3 separate regions of the Mus musculus genome follow, and all the other regions are linked to region 1. Evidence: chromatin contacts called from public ChIA-PET and HiChIP or PLAC-seq data. All regions are on one chromosome and are shown on one strand. The core of a region is the stretch at or near the end of the contact, and the rest is flanking DNA. Distances in the headings are between cores, read along the strand shown. Region 1 holds the start of Agrn (agrin). Region 2 holds the start of Ssu72 (Ssu72 RNA polymerase II CTD phosphatase homolog (yeast)). Region 3 holds the start of Acap3 (ArfGAP with coiled-coil, ankyrin repeat and PH domains 3).

What was found. ChIA-PET counts read pairs in DNA pulled down with a chosen protein or histone mark. HiChIP or PLAC-seq counts read pairs in DNA pulled down with a chosen protein or histone mark.
Region 2: an RNA polymerase II ChIA-PET map of memory CD8 T cells shows a contact between it and region 1, with 26 read pairs. The contact joins the promoter of Ssu72 here to the promoter of Agrn in region 1. A contact is called at or near these places in 2 of 39 promoter capture datasets (embryonic stem cells and pre-B cells), 1 of 484 Hi-C or Micro-C datasets (embryonic stem cells) and 2 of 115 datasets of contacts at active chromatin or transcription factors (the SCID.adh cell line and memory CD8 T cells).
Region 3: an H3K4me3 HiChIP or PLAC-seq map of embryonic stem cells shows a contact between it and region 1, with 22 read pairs. The contact joins the promoter of Acap3 here to the promoter of Agrn in region 1. A contact is called at or near these places in 18 of 39 promoter capture datasets (the 3T3-L1 cell line, the C10 cell line, the HPC-7 cell line and 12 more), 11 of 484 Hi-C or Micro-C datasets (B cells, CD4 T cells, CD8 T cells and 5 more), 15 of 115 datasets of contacts at active chromatin or transcription factors (the SCID.adh cell line, craniofacial prominence, effector CD8 T cells and 8 more) and 3 of 9 other capture datasets (adipose tissue, embryonic stem cells and liver).

The regions. Positions count from the first base shown.
Region 1 is chr4:156,195,788-156,199,123 of GRCm38.p6, forward strand. Agrn (agrin) reads right to left here and starts at 1,701. Exons shown (of 36, transcript NM_021604.3): 1 at 1,427-1,701. The coding sequence starts at 1,633. It overlaps Gm46878 (a long non-coding RNA gene), which reads left to right. Exons shown (of 4, transcript XR_003955191.1): 4 at 2,731-3,336.
Region 2 is chr4:155,702,969-155,706,304 of GRCm38.p6, forward strand. Ssu72 (Ssu72 RNA polymerase II CTD phosphatase homolog (yeast)) reads left to right here and starts at 1,847. Exons shown (of 5, transcript NM_026899.3): 1 at 1,847-2,493. The coding sequence starts at 2,414.
Region 3 is chr4:155,890,019-155,893,354 of GRCm38.p6, forward strand. It overlaps Acap3 (ArfGAP with coiled-coil, ankyrin repeat and PH domains 3), which reads left to right and starts at 1,857. Exons shown (of 24, transcript NM_207223.1): 1 at 1,857-2,423. The coding sequence starts at 2,377. Pusl1 (pseudouridylate synthase-like 1) reads right to left here and starts at 1,744. Exons shown (of 8, transcript NM_001033490.1): 1 at 1,613-1,744; 2 at 1,340-1,397; 3 at 1,034-1,221; 4 at 735-884; 5 at 481-651. The coding sequence starts at 1,689.

The sequences.
Region 1 (3,336 bases), core at 451-2,950:
TAGGTGAAAGGACTTAAGAGCAAGATCCCAGCTGGGATCTTCACAGCCTTGTGTGGGCCAACACCTCTCCCAGGAAGTAAAGACCCACTTCTTTGCTCCATAGTCTGCCTGAGTCTGTGCAGCGAGGCAGCTCTGAGCCACAAAGTCAAGTTTGGGCAATGCAAGTCAGCCCCACCCTCCACCTCCTTATTTAGGGCCCCGAGGGCACCCTTTCTGACAGACATGGCTGGAAGATGTAGCCCGCAGCGCCCACAGGATAAGTCCAGGGCCCCCAGACACTTTTTGGAAAGGATTTCTAGGAAGGAGCCCCTTATTGAGGCGCTCTGGGGATTTGGGGTTCTGGAATGGAGGGAGCAAAAAAGACAATGGGCAGCTTTTCCACCTGCCTAGCTCCTGCGAGACACCTAAGACTTGCAGCACCTAAAGAACTTTATCTACCTGCGCCCCCCACCCCCAACTATTGTGGGAGATAACCCAAAGGGGGAAAGCTCACAGTTCTCACACCTCCCCCACCCCAGCCACACCCAGGAGCAGCGGGGAGGAAGTCGGGAAAATCCTGCAGGGACTTGGCAAAGTGCCTCGGCAGGGAGAGGAGGGGGCCCAGCGGGGGGATCCCATGAACACACGGTACTCTGAAGGAAGTCACCATCCTTCTCATTCCCAAAGAGTAAGAACAAATCCTGTTTCCAGCGAAGCGATTTGAGGGACGAGGAGAACCAGCAACGGATATTCCGAGGGTATCGACCCCATACCTATTCCAAGGTGCTCTCAAATTCAGCTGCAGTTGAAACAGAGCTAATTCTACCGTATGGCAGGAGAAACCCAGTCCTTTGAGCCCCTGCGCCTCGAGCACAGGAAACTCAGCCACAGCCCTCTGCCCATTTCTCTGCTCCGGCTCGGACACGCGTTCGCTGCAGCACCTTACGCAGGCTCCCCGGGTTGCAGATTAGACCACACACCCCTGACTCCCTGCAGACCACCCCTCGCCCTGGTAAAGGCCTCGCCACAGGTCGACTTCGTCCCCCCTCGTGCCTCCCCGAGCCCTATTCGTTCCTTTTGGCGAAGGTGTACACTTGTTCCCAACAAGAAAGAGGGGCTCTGGACAAGGGTGGGGGCGGGCACGACAGCAACCGGGGCCTGGACGCCGTGAAAGGAGCCACAGCGGCCCCGCAGTAACTTTCGCACCGAGCGGCGGAGTTTTCCGGGACCCGAGCGCCCCCCCCCCCCGGAGGCTCGGCGGTCGCCGAGGGAGCTCCAGCTGGGGCCGCAGAAACGTGCCGGGTTCGTTCCCACGGCTTGGGGACGGGGTCGCAGCGGGGCGGCCGGCACGCGAAGGGCGGGCCTCGGGGACGGGGACCACGGGGGAGAGGAGCCCCGGGCTGGGAATCCAGAGGGCTGGGTCTCGTGGGGTCCGGCCGGGGCCCACCTTGCAGGAGTAGGTGTGCTGCACCGGGTCCACGTTGAGGATCTCCTCCACTGTGCCGGTGAGCACCACGTTCGCCTCCTCCTCGCGCCGCTCCAAGGCGCGCTCCGGGCACGTCCCGCTGGCGCCCGGCACGGCTGGCGCGGCCGCCGCCAGGAGCAGCAGCAGCGGCAGCAGCGGGGCCGGGAAGCTCAGCCGCGGGCGGACCATGGCGCAGCCCGGAACGGCGGGAGGGAGCCGGGAGAGCGCGCGGGCCGGACCGCTCGGGGGGCAGGACTGGACCGCAGCGCGGCGGAGGAGGAGGGAGGGCGGACGGCGTGGGTGGGGCGGGGACTGGGCGGGGACGGGGCGGGGACGGCGTGGGTGGGGCGGGGACTGGGCGGGGACGGGGCGGGGACTGGGCGGGGACTGGCGGCCCCGCCCCGCCCCCTGAGGGCTCAGCCCGCCCCCCGCTCCCTGCGACCCGCGCGGGCAGCGAACAAAGCCCGGAGACTGCGGCGCCCGCCGAGCTGGGGCGGGGGCTCGGCCGGGTGGGTGGGTGGGTGGCCGCCTTGGGGGAGGGGGAGGCGTCGCGCCGGGGCCCCTCCCCCGTCCGCCTGAACTGTCCTCCCACCGGGAAATGCAGCTGAAGTCAGGTTGATGTATAATCGAGGGGCGACGTGCTGGGAATTCCAAGGGGCTCGCCCGGTCTGCACAGGAGACGCTGGCGGAGCCGGACCTTCCCTTCCCCAGCCTGACGCTAGGGCTGCGCGCAGAGGGCCCCGCGGCTGTCCCGGTGCCACCACAGGCCACGCCCCCTGCCGATGGCCGGTCAGCGGTGACTGTGCCGAATGCGCCCAGACCCGCCCAGTGTGATGCTCCTTGTGGACTTAAGTCTTCTCCAGTCTTGCTACAGAACCGTCCCCGCCCCCTCCGTCTCTCCCTCTGTGGACCAGAGCTTCCCCAGCTTGGCCTGGCTAAGTGCAGGATATAAACCGAGGCCCCCGGGAGCCAAGCTAGCACTAGACCTACAGGAGGTTGAAAGAACGCGCAGGGCGGTGGTGGCGCACTCGGGAGGCAGAGGCAGGTGGATTTCTGAGTTCGAGGCCAGCCTGGTCTACAAAGTGAGTTCCAGGACAGCCAGGGCTACACAGAGAAACCCTGTCTCAAAAAACCAAAAACAAAACAAACAAACCGAGAGAATGGGTGGGGGGGGGGGGGATAGGGGATTTTCTGGATAGCATTTGAAATGTAAGTGAAGAAAAAAATTTTGGAAAAAAAAAAAAACAAAAAAAAAACGAGAGAAGACACTATGCTATCTTCCATAGGCTGTTGAGCCAGAAGCCAGAGTGAAGTGTGAGTGTCAGCAGCTCTTCCTCCTGAGAAAGACTCCACCTTCTGGACCCAGATTTGAGGTCGCATCTACACAGTGGGCTCCAGCGTTGCTAGATCTGGCATCACCTAATCCAGATAAGCACAAACACACCAACCAGAAGGGGGTCTTCTGAGGTTCCACTCAAATTCTCTTAAAGGTCTGAAGGACCACAGAAGGACTTGTACTGACTTGCTTGTGCCCTAAGCGCACTCAAAGGCCCGAGTAAGCTGATAGAGGAAAAGACAAAGAGCCATCAGGCAGAAAGGGGGGTGAAGCTTTTTCAAATTGGGTGCCTCCTATCTGAGACATGATGTCCTTTGTGGACAGATGAGCCTCCAATTACTTGTGCCCATCTAACCTGCCTATAGTGGCCTCTTTATAGCCCCGATGAGGATGAGGTGTACTTGCTAACTACCATGTCCTAAACAGCAGGTGGCTGATTTGAATGGTGAGACCCCATCCTACCCTCTGTGAACTAGTGCAGGTGGGACTAGGAACACATACAAAAGAACACATCACCCTCCTTCACAGCTTACCCAGGTAAGAACATTCCTTCACT
Region 2 (3,336 bases), core at 597-3,096, 490 kb before region 1:
TCCCTTGAACATATCAGAGGACCTAAGGATTCTGGCACCTCGTTTGTAACAGGTCCCCAGACTTTAGCACAACTGATGCTATGTTAGAGACACCATTCTGCACTTAAAACCCAGCACATGGGCTGGAGAGATGGCTTAGCGGTTAAGAGCACTGACTGCTCTTCCAGAGGTCCTGGGTTCAAATCCCACCAACCACATGGTGGCTCACAACCATCTGTAATGGGGTCTGATGCCCTCTTCTGGTGTGTCTGAAGAGAGCATTGGTATACTCATATACATGAAATAAATAAATAGCACTGACTGTTCTTCCAGAGCTCCTGAGTTCAATTCCCAACAACCATATTTCACAACCATCTTTAATGGGATCTGATGCCCTCTTCTGGTGTGTGTGAAGAGAGCAACAGTGTACTCACATAAAATAAATAAATCTTTAAAGAAACAAAACCACCCAGCACATAGGCCTCAACAGCTAGTGTTCTCACACAAAATAAATCTTCAAAACAAACCAAACAAAGAAAAAGCCCAGCACATAGGCCTCAACACCTGACTAAATAGAAACATAGTCCATAAGTCCCCAAGTAAAAACTTCCTCAATGTTCTAATCTTGCTTTTTGACTTCCACAGTTCTGCTTCTCGCTAACTGAAGCATGCCAATCAAGATGGTCTTTGTACATAAAGTCAAAGAGCTGCAAGGCTCAAGGTTACATGATTTGGGCAAGTTCTCTGTGCAGCTAGCAGGCAAAAATAAAGACTTTCCTTTTGGCTTTCAGAGTGTCCACGTGATGGTCTCTGTGGGCTTACTCGCAACAGGTTCTCAATACTCTCCTCCTCATTAACACAAGGAACAATGATGGCAGACTTCAATAGCAATGAGGAGGTTCATAGTGGGAAATTTAGTTTCAAAATAGGACTGGAGAGATGGCTCAGTAGTTAAGAGCACGGACTGCTTTCCCAAAGGTCCTGAGTTTAATTCCCAGCAACCAAATGGTGACTCACGATCATCTGTAATGGAATCCCATGCCGTCTTCTGGTGTGACTGAAGACAGCCATAGTGTACTCATATATATAAATAAACTTTAAAAGAAAAAAAGGTTGCATGGAGGCTAGAAGATTCTAGGCCTAGGCAAACAGGTAGAGGTAGTCTTTGAGACAATTACTATAAGCGAATAAAATATACTTTTATAAAGGAGGGAGAAGGGATGAAAAAGAAAAGAGGAAGATACAGGAATAATAGGAATAAAGGGTAGATTACTGAATCTACGGCTTTTTTTTTGAGACAGGGTTTCTCTGTGTAGCCCTGGCTGTCCTGGAACTCACTCTGTAGACCAGGCTGTCCTCGAACTCAGAAATTTGCCTGTCTCTGCCTCCCAAGTGCTGGGATTAAAGGCGTGCGCCACCACCGCCCGGCAAAACACAGCTTTTGTTATACTTACTACACATTATCTACCTTCTTGTCCCTGACAATCTCATACTGCTCCAACTTTAAAGGAGTTCTCAGAATCTCCAAACAACTTATCTAATCCCCTTCACTTCTTGACCATTCCATTCGAGCTAGAGGGGACAGGTCACCAGGCAGGTAGGCCGGCTGTAAGTCGACCTGATTACCGAGTTCTAGGATTAAAGAAAAGTGTGAGGCACCACGCCCAGCAGCAACTCTATTTCTCTCTCCCCCTCTCACTTGAGATCGAGCTCTCAATAGGCAACCTAAACTGGCTTCCAACAGAGAAGCGATTTTTCCTGCCAGTTTTCCGATTGGCCGAACTTGAAGAGCCCGCTACCTCACCCATATTTTTCATATCGTTTACATGTTAAGCTGCAACGGGCTCACAGAGGAAGTGACGTGCTTCTAGAAGTCCAGTGACTCTGAGGAAGGTACTCGTGATAGAGATAGGGCACAAACCAAGTGCTGGAGCCCAGTGCATCTATGAAATTGGCAGAGTGACCACCTGGAGGAAACCGGAATGAAAAACGTCCCAACCACACCAAGAGAAGCCGCGGAAAGGACTTGAGACTCCCCGGACCCGCCCCAACGCCCGTCCCACTGAAGTTTTCAGTATTGCGCAAGCGCCGCGCCTAGCGCGTCATCCGAGGCGACGGTACATTAGGACGCAGGCGCGGCTCACACCGCTCCAGTTGCCGGCGCAGGTCCTGTGACGTCACGCGCCGGCGAAGGTGGTCCACGACCGCCGGCCTCGGCTGCTCTCAGGCTGATTCGGCGTCGGCCGGTCGCCCTCCCGCGCCGGCTGCAGTACGAGCCCAGGAGAGCACCGTCGGCCTCCCCACGCGTTGCGTTGCGTTGCGTTGCGTTCACTTCCGTGTCGCAGATTTCCGGTTACCGCCATCTTCCTCGCGCGGAAGCCGGCTTCTAGGTGGGAGCTCCGTAGCGAGAGCAGTGGGTAGTTCGGTCGGTGCCATGCCGTCATCGCCGCTGCGGGTGGCGGTGGTGTGCTCGAGTAACCAGAATCGGAGCATGGAAGCACACAACATCCTCAGGTAGTGCAAGCTCCACCTGCCCTCCGCCCCTCCCTCCTCTTTCCCACAGATTCTTGTCCAGACCCCGACCCTGTACTGACTGGGCCGCGGAGGTCGGGCCACGCCCGGCTTCCACGCTCAGCGAGCCCTCAGTGGGGTCCGTGCGCGCGACACCCTCGGTAGTGTAGGCATCCCCGTAAACCCTAGAGGTGGCCACACGACAGCTGGGGCCCTCTGGGTGCTGGACGACCGGGCAGTATCACGGGGTAGGCCAAGGTCTTTCCGTGCTGCGAAGGGTGCCTGGTGTTTATCTTTCCCGTATATGTGTCGTCCGGCCACCTTGGAAAGCTCTCCACACGTCACATCAAGATGGAACGAGTCTGGAAGCAACAACAGTGATCTGAGGTGTTAACGTCAGGGACTGTTTATTGCTGTCTTCGTTTGCAAGTCTCATGCACCAGCCACCACCCCTCTCAGCCCCATAACTTTAGTCAGTAATTTCTGGAGCACACGAATTCATTTGGTTCAGTGGGACCTCCTCATATTTCTTCACGAATTCACCAGTTTCTAGTAGGGCATTCATCTTTGATAGTATTTTATCTTAAAAAAAAAAATCTCTTGACAAAATGAGAAACTGATGCATTGTATTACAGTTAAAATGGGGGTTTGTACATTTCAACTTAGTGCAGTAGAAATGTCTTTTTTCCCCCAGAGTTAACTGTTTGTGAACTTTTAAAACTTTTTTAAATATTATTTTTTGGCAATTTCGGGTTTTTTTTGTTTTTTTTTTAACCCTCAAAACAGGGTCTCTGTGTAGTTCTGGCTGTCCTGGAACTCACTCTGTATACCTGGTCGGTCTCAGAC
Region 3 (3,336 bases), core at 607-3,106, 310 kb before region 1:
AAGCAGGACATAGCCAGCCCACCTATCAAGATGGAACCTAGGCCATGTGCTCTTGTGCCTGGTCACACCAAAGCCCCTTTACCAAACCCTTGGAGCTGGTTCCAGATGTTATGTTCTCAAGGTGAGCGGCTGATTCCTGGTGTTTGAAGCAGAGAACTTAACGTAGTCTGTCAAAGTGGAATGGAACTATTCGCTCTAGTGAAATCTTTTCAGAGACTGCCAGAACTTACCTGCTATAAAGAGCTATGGGTCTGGCAGGGCCCTCAGAAAGGCAACATTTTCCACCCTGTGCTCCCCAGGCTGGCAGAGACCCCACCCAACAGGAAGAAGACACAAGTTTCTGGCTCACCTTCTTACACCCTCTAGGCCCAATGGATGTGCAATATACCCATTTAGCATCATCTCACTTTTATTGAGGTATTATGAGTAATGACCCTGGTGGCCTCTAGTCCTGGCATAGTGAAAGGCTAGTCGTCTCACCTGCTCCCCTCGGGGAGGACAAATGGGCTGGCTGGACCAGGTGACACTGAGACTCTTCGAAGTGTGCGTACAGTATTTGTGACTGGGCTGCCAGCAGACTGGAAGGCACTAAAATCATGTGTCCCGAGGAGGTGCTGGGCAGCCTCCTGCATGGCCGCCATATCCAGGTACCTGCAGAGCCAAATGAGCATTATTGAGGAGAGCCCAGGCAGATGGATGGTGAGCCATTTTCTTCCCATTCTTAGCTCACTCACTCTGTCTGCAGAGCCCAGCATACATTTTGTTCAAACACAGGCAGTTGATTAGGCCAGGAGCAGCCTGTGGCCAGACGATATTGGTAGGTCCTGGAGGTGGCTGCGTGTCGAGCGTGGAAGTCGTTGGGCACTCGGAAGGCCTTCAGTACACTGTGGCAAGCAGATCTGGCTCATCCCAGGAATGAGTATGCCCAACTGTCCACACAGCACTATGGAAATCTCTGCCTCCCACCACAGTGGGGTGCAATGGTAAAAGACAAAAAAAAAAGCCCAGAACCATACCAAAACCCCGGGCTCACCGAATGGCCGGGTGCTTCAGGTGGGTGTTGAGGGCCTTGGCCACGACCTCCGGGGAGAAAGGCGACTGCCCTGGGCGGCGCTGGATGTCCAGGTGCGCCGCGTTGCTCAGGGCATGCACCCCGGCATCGGTGCGGCTAGAGATGGTGAACCTGACCGGGTCGACAGAGTTCAGCCGCTTGGCAGCCTCCTGCGGGAACCGTACAGGCGGCTGCCACATCGATGGCCGGAGTCCGTGGAATAGGAGGAGGAGAGTGGGTAGGGGTTGGAGCTGCCGACTGCTTCTTCCTCCCCAAACCGGTCCTCACCTCCAGGAAGTTCAGCACCCCAACAGCGCGCGGATTGCCCCTCACGGCCGCAACCCCACTGCGGAGAGAAACAGGAAGGAATTATCTGCGGTGTCTGTGGACGCTGTCCCGCCAGGGGTCTCGGCGCCCAGGCGCGTGGGTTCGGTGCAGGCCACTGTGTTCCTCGGCTCCTAAAATCCCGCATCCCGAGACCGATCGCGCCCGTCCTGGTCACCTCGCGGACTTCCCGCGAGGCCGAGTGGAGAACGCGGGGGTAACAGCGGGAAAACGTACTTGAAGTCAGTGCCCAAGTACTGCAAGAACACAAGGTAGCGCGCACGCACCGAGCCCACCGCCCCGCAGGAGCCCATATTTGAGCGGGCGGGGCGCTTGCACGTGGCCCGCGGTCGACCCAGCCCAGCAGGGACGGCGCCTGCGCACTGACTCGGTCCGCCCCGCCTGAATGGAGAGGCGGGGGCGGAGCCAAGCTTAGGGATCGGGTGCAAAGTGCGGTCCTCTAGAGCCGGCTATGTTTCCTGTCCTCGGCCTCACAGGGGCGCGATGATGGGTCGCTTCCGCACAAGCGACCTTAATTCGTTCACTCCCGATCTCCCCGCCGCCGTCGCGGAGTGTGTCCGTCGGCAGCATTCCAGCCGAGTTCACCACCGCCGTGATGCCTGAAGTGGGCGAGCCGTGCCCTTCCCTGTCCCGCGACCGAGCCAAACCACTCCGAAGCCCAACCGCCGAGGCCGGCCCAGCTCCCAGACCGTGGTGACCGAGGACAGAGCGCAGCGACAGGCGAGGGGATGCAGCGGCGCTTTTAGCGACGCTCCCCGGAGGTGACAGCGGGTGGCGCAGGCAGAGGCTGACTTTGGCGACGCTCCCCAGCGGTGACAGGCGGGGCGGGGCCGCGGCGCGCCGGGCTCAGACCGAGGCGGGCAGGCGGGCGGGCGGGCGCGGAGCGCAGCTCGGCGCGGGCGCCACAGACGGTCCACGGGCCGGGGATGCCGCTCGACGCGCCTTGGTCCTCCGCACAGTGAGCACCGCTCGCCGCAGCCATGACGGTAGAGTTCGAGGAATGCATCAAGGACTCGCCGCGCTTCAGGTGTGCTGCGGGCCCGGGGTAGGGCGCGGGCGGGGATGGGGAGCCGCCTTTGTGCCGGAGGCGGGCAAGGGGTGTCCAGCGTGGTGACCGCTCCGAGTCCACCTGGACGGAGCAGAAGACCTGGCACGGACAAACCGGCGGGAGCCGGAGTCGCGGTCCCCTAGCTGCGCAGCTCCGCCTCCGGCCTCGGGGGACCGGAACAAAAGACGCCCCTGTGCTGATCACCTCGCGCGCGGGGGTGAGTGTGCAGACCGCCTTGGGCAGCTGTGTGTCACTGGGCATTTGCGTCCAGTGCCATCTCTAGAACTGTCCACCCTTCTTTGTGTGTATGCTCTGGTGTGCCACAAGTACTGGGCTCCTCCTTGGCCCTGTAGTCCAATTCTGGCTAGGATTGTCTGGCACCCTGCTTGGTCTCTATCTTGATCCGTATGTCCAGAGCAGTGTATGGGTGCAACCAGCCGGAGCCATCAGGGCCTGAGATAGACACCTTGGTGAGAGTTAACGGATGTATGAGTGACCCAGGAGCCTGAAGGGGTAGAGGCTGTAAGGATGAGGAAGTCGTGTTTAGGTGGAAGGGTATGGGCCTTATTCACCTATGGGTTTGTTTCTTTTATTGTTCCTGGAATACAGTCGTGCACATCTGTGTGAACCACATGGCCACACAGATATACATCTGTTTCATTGAGTGGCATTTGGCAGACAGTAATGGAGTACCTCCTGTGTGTCATTTGAAATTTCGGACCTTCGTGAGGTGTCCCACCTCTGTATGTGCACACACACACACACACACACACACACACACACACACGGGGGGGGGGGGAGCATGTTCTGCCACTCTGCTCTCCTTGGTGCACATGAATGTGTGGGTGAGCTGTGATACGGAGTTGGTGTGCTTGATGCATGCACATAGCCT